2 separate regions of the Hordeum vulgare genome follow, and region 2 is linked to region 1. The links are chromatin contacts, called in public Hi-C maps. All regions are on one chromosome and are shown on one strand. Each heading gives the region's core, a stretch centred on a gene start, on an enhancer-like site or on the middle of the called end of the contact. The rest is flanking DNA. Distances are from core to core; before and after follow the strand shown. Region 1 has its middle 330 kb from the start of LOC123425783. Region 2 has its middle 420 kb from the start of LOC123425785.

Evidence for each region. A called contact is a pair of places that touch in the nucleus more often than the background predicts.
Region 2: a Hi-C map of leaf shows a contact between it and region 1, with 2.8 times the contacts expected there. The contact joins two enhancer-like sites. A contact is called at or near these places in 3 of 6 Hi-C or Micro-C datasets (leaf and seedling).

The regions. Positions count from the first base shown.
Region 1 is chr2H:188,186,427-188,189,523 of MorexV3_pseudomolecules_assembly, forward strand. No RefSeq gene overlaps it. Among protein-coding and RNA genes, the nearest start is that of LOC123425783, 330 kb to the left of the region's middle. Within about 2 kb of position 1,600, at least 3 of the 3 cell types and tissues checked have open chromatin away from gene starts, as enhancers often do. A contact at or near this core is called in leaf, where this site is marked.
Region 2 is chr2H:188,681,642-188,684,738 of MorexV3_pseudomolecules_assembly, forward strand. No RefSeq gene overlaps it. Among protein-coding and RNA genes, the nearest start is that of LOC123425785, 420 kb to the right of the region's middle. Within about 2 kb of position 1,525, at least 2 of the 3 cell types and tissues checked have open chromatin away from gene starts, as enhancers often do. A contact at or near this core is called in leaf, where this site is marked.

The DNA of each region.
Region 1 (3,097 bases), core at 350-2,849:
TATGAACTCGTGGTGGTGGTGGCGGCGGCGGAGACGGTGACGTCGAGAATGCAACATGTGAGGGCACACCGACAAAATGGAGATTCTCTTGTTGCTCTTGTTGATGGGGTGGGACATGAGATGGATAGTGAATTGGCTAGAATGGTGGGGTTTGTGGACTCTTATGAAAACCATCAGGTGGATGAGTAGACATTGGCCTGAAACAATCAACAACAAAATATGGCAACAATTCTACATATCACCTGAACAGGTGAACAATGTCATGGAATTTAAGTAACACACTTTTCGTACTAACAACTTTTGACAATTATAAACTATTGTTCCTATAATTAGGTAAGTACTTGAGAAAACTTAACTGACAATTTGTATGACTAGATAGTCCATTGGATGTCGATTCTGAATTTTCTTGTCAATTCTGATCTAGTCTAAACCTAGTTTGAACTAAACTGAACTCAGTTTGATTATCTAAAAAGATTGCTATAGATTTACATATATATGAAGTAGTCCTTCAGTTAGTGATACTTCTGAATAACTGATACAAAATCATTGGATGACTACATTTTATATAAAAAACTAGGAATCCATGGTCTTGTGAAAAAATAGATTGAAAAGTGTACGAGAGAAGTGATGTTTTCAACGTGTAGTTCATGCACGAGAAGTGACTCAAGTGAGAAAACCAGATTGGAAAAATGAAGTGAAAAAATCAGATTGGAAACCAGATTGAAAAAACGACTAGGAATCCATACTAATTTTGCCTTGCCCTTACCAAGGACAAGTTGCTGACTGGCTGGAGGAGCTATTCGGGGTTGCGAACATAGGAGGAGCAGGTGGTGCAGCGGCGAACTAATGCAGAACCAATGGTGCCCTAACAAACAGAGGAGGAGCAGCCGGTGCCGCTGCGACCTTCTCCCGATGATGGTCCATTCGGCTAGCTTAACCAAAGGATGGGATGGCGATGCTGTGGGCGAGGTCAGGGGCGGGGCGCCGCTGCTGGTGGAGGATTAAGCGGCTACATCAGGGCGACGATGGTGAGCGAGGAAGAAGAAGCTGCAGCGGGGATGTGCGTGGGGGAGTTGGGGAGGAACGAGAAGAAAAGGAGGCGATGGCTCAGGCGCACAAGATTGAATTAATTCCGCTTTTGCCTAGGTGCCCACGCCTGGTACTGTTTCCTCCTGTGGTTACGAAACTAGACTCTTTCCTCATTAATTAAGGGGCCACGTCTGAATTTTTGCCAATGCAGCAGGCTAAGAACCGGTCCAGGCTGGAGCACTAGGCTGGAGCACTGGGACTAGCGGACTAGCCTTAAATTGATTCAATACGGTGTCTAGAGTTGAGAATACTAAGGCAAAAAGGAACTCGCTCGAGCAGTCCTTAGCTACGTACGTGTGTATTTCTTGTGTATGTCGCGTTAGCCATGTCAGCATAGCGGGCCCACAGTAAGAGAATTTGGCTGTCCCCTAGTCAAACCCCCAAACGAAGCCTCAAGCCCTACTTTTCCAAATTGCATTCTAGTCCACCACATATCAAGCACGATGATTGGCGCGAGCGTGACGGACTATTCCCTCGATGGCGACAGGGTCAACGAGTATCCACCTCTTGTCGCGCTTACCCCTCTCTTCGTTGGTGGTCATCAAGTCACGCCTCCCCCACACGTCATTGTTGGTGGCCCACATATCCACCTCCCATCGCGAGTGGCAACCAAGTCGCGCCTCCTCCACCTGTCGCTAGTGGTGGTCTGAGCCGCAGTTTGCTTGAGTGATGGTTACTGCATGAGGTGTGATGACCGGGAGAGCCCTGTCTCAATTCGGGCACGGTCAATGTGCTTCTCGTGGTCAAATTCACTGTTTTGACCCTTTTTTTAACATTAAGCCGGATCTAATATTGGTGGGGAAATTTTTTCTGATCCTAACATTTTTCTTACAGCGAGACCCTTTGACGGTAGGGTATGACAACCTACCATCAAGGTCCCTGACGGTAAGAAAATGATCTACCGTCGTAGGGGCTGGTGGTAGCATGTGTAAGCCTACCGCCAAGGGGTTCGACGATAGGCACACACGTGCACTGTGTGTGCAACTTGGATTTTTTTAAGGTAGGCATGCAACCCTACCGTCAGGGACCTTGGAGGTAGGTTGTTATATCCTACTGCCAAGTGGTCCGACGGTAGCAAAAAGGTCAAATCCGATTTTTTTTCCATCGGGGTCAGATTGGGTCAAAACAGAAAATTTTGCCGCTTCTTGCATGCATGCTGCCATGGATGTGTTGGAGGCAAACTACCGTGGGTACGTGTTGATGGGGACGGTGGTCGGAGACTGTGGTGAGTTGGCGAAGGAGGATGCACCGGTGGTGGTCATCGAGAAGCGGTGTGGTGTCATACTGTGCTAGGTGTGCATCGAGGTCGTAGCCCACTGCATGACCTGTGGAAGTGTTCCTCAACTCCGGCAAGCACACCTCTACGATGGAGGTATCCATGAAATCGAAGTGTTGCCTTCGGTGGACCAAGTTTTGTGGCTATAGCCGAGCAATTGGCATTCTAGAAATTGGCTACTCCCTCCTATTCATATTACTTGTCGCTTAAACGAATGTATATCTGTTCAAGCGTCAAATAATATGGATAGAGAGAGTGTCTTAATGGATAGGGAGATTATTTTAATTCTAATTTTATGTATCTTAGAGTACTGAACTTGGTTGTTATATGTGCTATGTAATGTTGCCTATTTTAGCTAATATGTAATGTCAAATATACACTAGTAATGTTTGTAAACTATCTTTTGTATATCAAATATGCTAACCCTTCTAGGTTTCATGTATCGTAGCCTGGTCTGATTGGAAGATGAGCCTATTTTCTTTGGCTTGTTTCTCCGAAATTGGCATGAATCTAAACTTTCTCCTATGCCTTTGAACTACTTCGTGCAGCTTGTTCTTTCATTTCATCCTCGTTGCTTGCTTCTTTGCTTGATCTACCAATATGTTGTTCCTTTCTTCAGTTCTCCTCATTCTCTGTCCCACTCTTCATTTCTAGATGTGTCCTGTCGGTTATTCTCCATGTCCCAAGCTTGTTGACTTACAACCTCTCCAACCCTTTTTAAATTCTTGTTAA
Region 2 (3,097 bases), core at 275-2,774, 500 kb after region 1:
CAGTGGGAAAACAAAAAACGGACACCTCCATCACCGGAAACCTCAGTGGCCGACGCACTGGATCTCGGTGACTTCGTGATGCTAGCCTCCGCATCGCGGCCAGCACCTCCTCCTAAAAAAGCACGAGCTCCTCGACGCGGATGACGCACTGGATCTCGGTGGGATTCGTGATGCCAGCCTCCCGCATCACGGCCAGCACCTCCCACCCACGAACCCGAGATCCTCGAAGCTGTCCACCTCGAGACTCACCTGTTGTTGCTGCTGCAAGCCCCCTCTCCCTGCCCCCGACCCTCTCATTCAGTGACCTCGGGCCATGTGGTGCCCCCGGTTGCGCCGCATAGCCTACGTGCTCGCACACCCGTAACCTCGCCGTCCCAAATCGGCCGTCACACCACCCAAACACCTAACCTTAACGTCACAATCGAGATATGGAGCAGATGCGCGTGAGAGAGATGCCGGGATTTACCTGTCTGTGTAGCCGACGTCACACCACGCCCGCGGGTGGCCTCCCGCGCCGACGTATCTCCGGCCAAACCACCACTGGAGCCTCGTGCCCCTTGTCGTTGTGGTACATGGGGAGGATGGAGCGGCCGAGAGGGGAGGAGAGTTGGAAATGGGGGAGGATAAGGAAGAGGTGGCCGGTTCGAACAGGGAGAGCAGCGCGATGCGGCAGTTTCACCTGGCCTCGGGTGCACCACTACTGTGTCGGGACGGGAACCGCGCCGGGCGGGTACCGCGCGATCGAACGGGTGATCGGACGGCTCTGATGCGTGCGCTCGGGGAGACTAAAAAGTGCAGTTGTACTTTTTAGTATTTGGTTATAAATTTTGGGGCCTCCAAAATTATGGGCCTTGTGCAGGTGGCACATTTTACACCACTGTTGGCCCGGCCCTGGTCACCCCCGCGTCAGAGGGGAAGCCGTCACTGTCGCCCGCGTCCAAGTGGCCAGATCCAGCATGGCCCATCGCCCTCCTCTGGCAACAAGACGACCGCAAGGAGCAGCAGATGCGCTCCGCCGCCACCTTCCATGGAGTGCGTGCGGCCTTCGTCATCATCACCTTGAGTGGCGGCGAGGCGGGAGGGAGGTGGGTTGGGGGAGCGAGGCGGCGCGATGAAGGTCCCATGTCCCCAGAGGAGGGGTGACGCGCGCGGAGGGGGATGGGGGGGGGGGGGGTTGCTCTGTAATGTGGTGTGCTGATTAATAGATCTATGGGCATTTTCGCAAAAAAAAAAAAAAGTATAGCCCGCAGTACGGTCGCCTACCAATGACCAACCACAAGGCTCCTTTCCAGTTCCGTTCCTCTCACGGGCACCGTGCTGTACATGCCATCAGGAATCGCGCAATGCTAGCCTAGCTAGGCGCTTCTAGAAACCGAATCGTGCGATCGCAAGCACTGAATCCCCGTCGACCGTGACGCGTCTTCGGCTGGCTCAGTCGTTTGAGAACGTGGTAATTCTGACTGTGCAAACTGCAAACTTCCCACCTAGTCTGCCTATATCGCGTTCGGCCACGGAAAGAGGCCCGCTGCACGTTCAGCTCATCTGAAGAATGTGTTTGCTATGCTACGTACTGCGACAGAGTGGGGTGCTGTGTTGGCTTTTGTGTGGATCGCGACGTCACGCATGCCATGAGAAAAAGGAGCCAGTCGACGTGCACTGGCTCGTGTTTATAGTCCCTCAATTTGCTTCCTGTCTCTAGCTTTTAGCTGGCAAGGGCGCCCTGCCCATCTTGTGTGACTGCCGACGCACATGTATTTAGGCAACGTGTTTACGGGTCCGCCGGCCTGACGTTCATTTGCTCGGGTCCCCCTGAGGTTCAATTGTGAAGTGAGCCTAGACCAGATGATTAAGTTCTTTGCGGTCGAACCATCTCATTAGGTTCAATAGTCATAATAATGATGTTTGTATTTCATGGATTTATTTCATATCTTTTGACAATGTTCGTTCAATGAGAAGTTACGTTCCGGTTGACTACGGTGGTATTTGTGATGATTTCATAAATTTAGATATAATGTATCTGCTCACTCTCTTGAATGTGTATATATTGCATTCAAAAAGAAAATACACTGATTTTACCCATCTCAAAAGCAAAAGTGCTTTCGCTCCTGTAAAAATTTAAATGCAAGGGATTATGCCTCACAAAACAAAACAAAAATAAAAAGTTGGATAAGTAGCCTATCGAAATTTGTGTACATATAATTACTTGTAATTTTTTTTGTTTTTTGTATACATGATTGGAATTTCCTTTCCAAATCAACGCAACGAACCATCTGATCTGACCATTATACTTCCTACAAGTATCTTGCTCAATATTATCAAGTGCATTCGCAAAAAGGAATATCATCAAGTGTGAGGCAAAGCTTTAGACCGCCATTGGTGCAAAAAATTTTCAAAACTATTGTATGTGAGAGTAAACCTTCTTATAATTGGCGTCTTTGTATCACAAATTATATTCTTCTTTTAATTAAGGATGGGCAAAGGAAAAAGGCCCTGTTTAAAAAAATACATGGGACACATTCATCAGATTCATATGAATATCTACCTAGAAATTAACATTTTTATGTCCGTTAAAAAAAATCTATTTATCATTAATCATGACAGTAAAAAAGCATCAGAAATAATAATAATTATATCTAAATCCTTAGACCACCTAGCGACGACTACAAGTAAGAAAGCAAGTCGAAGGCGTGGCGCTGTCATCATCCCTTTCTTGTTGCAGCCACCTTCTTTTTAACAGACAATTGGGAAGTCATTGTGCTAAAGACCTATAGAACTAGTGCACTAGAACATCAAGTGCCACCGATGAAGAAAACAGTAGATCGAAAAAGTCCAACCTAAAGACAAACATTCATGTTGGCCTAGAAATAGTTCCTCCCTTGTAACTTTTATATAACCAAAGTAAGTGAAAAGACATGAGCATATTTCATAGTGGAATAAATATTTGGCGAGAAAACACCTTTCTTTAAGTTGAAAACGATGACAACCCAGCGTGTGTACCAAGGGATTCACACATCCATTTTACTATGTTATTCAATATAACCCAACAAAACAAATATACGAATTAATCCAAAGTCGCCTTTTTGGACACCATAATCGC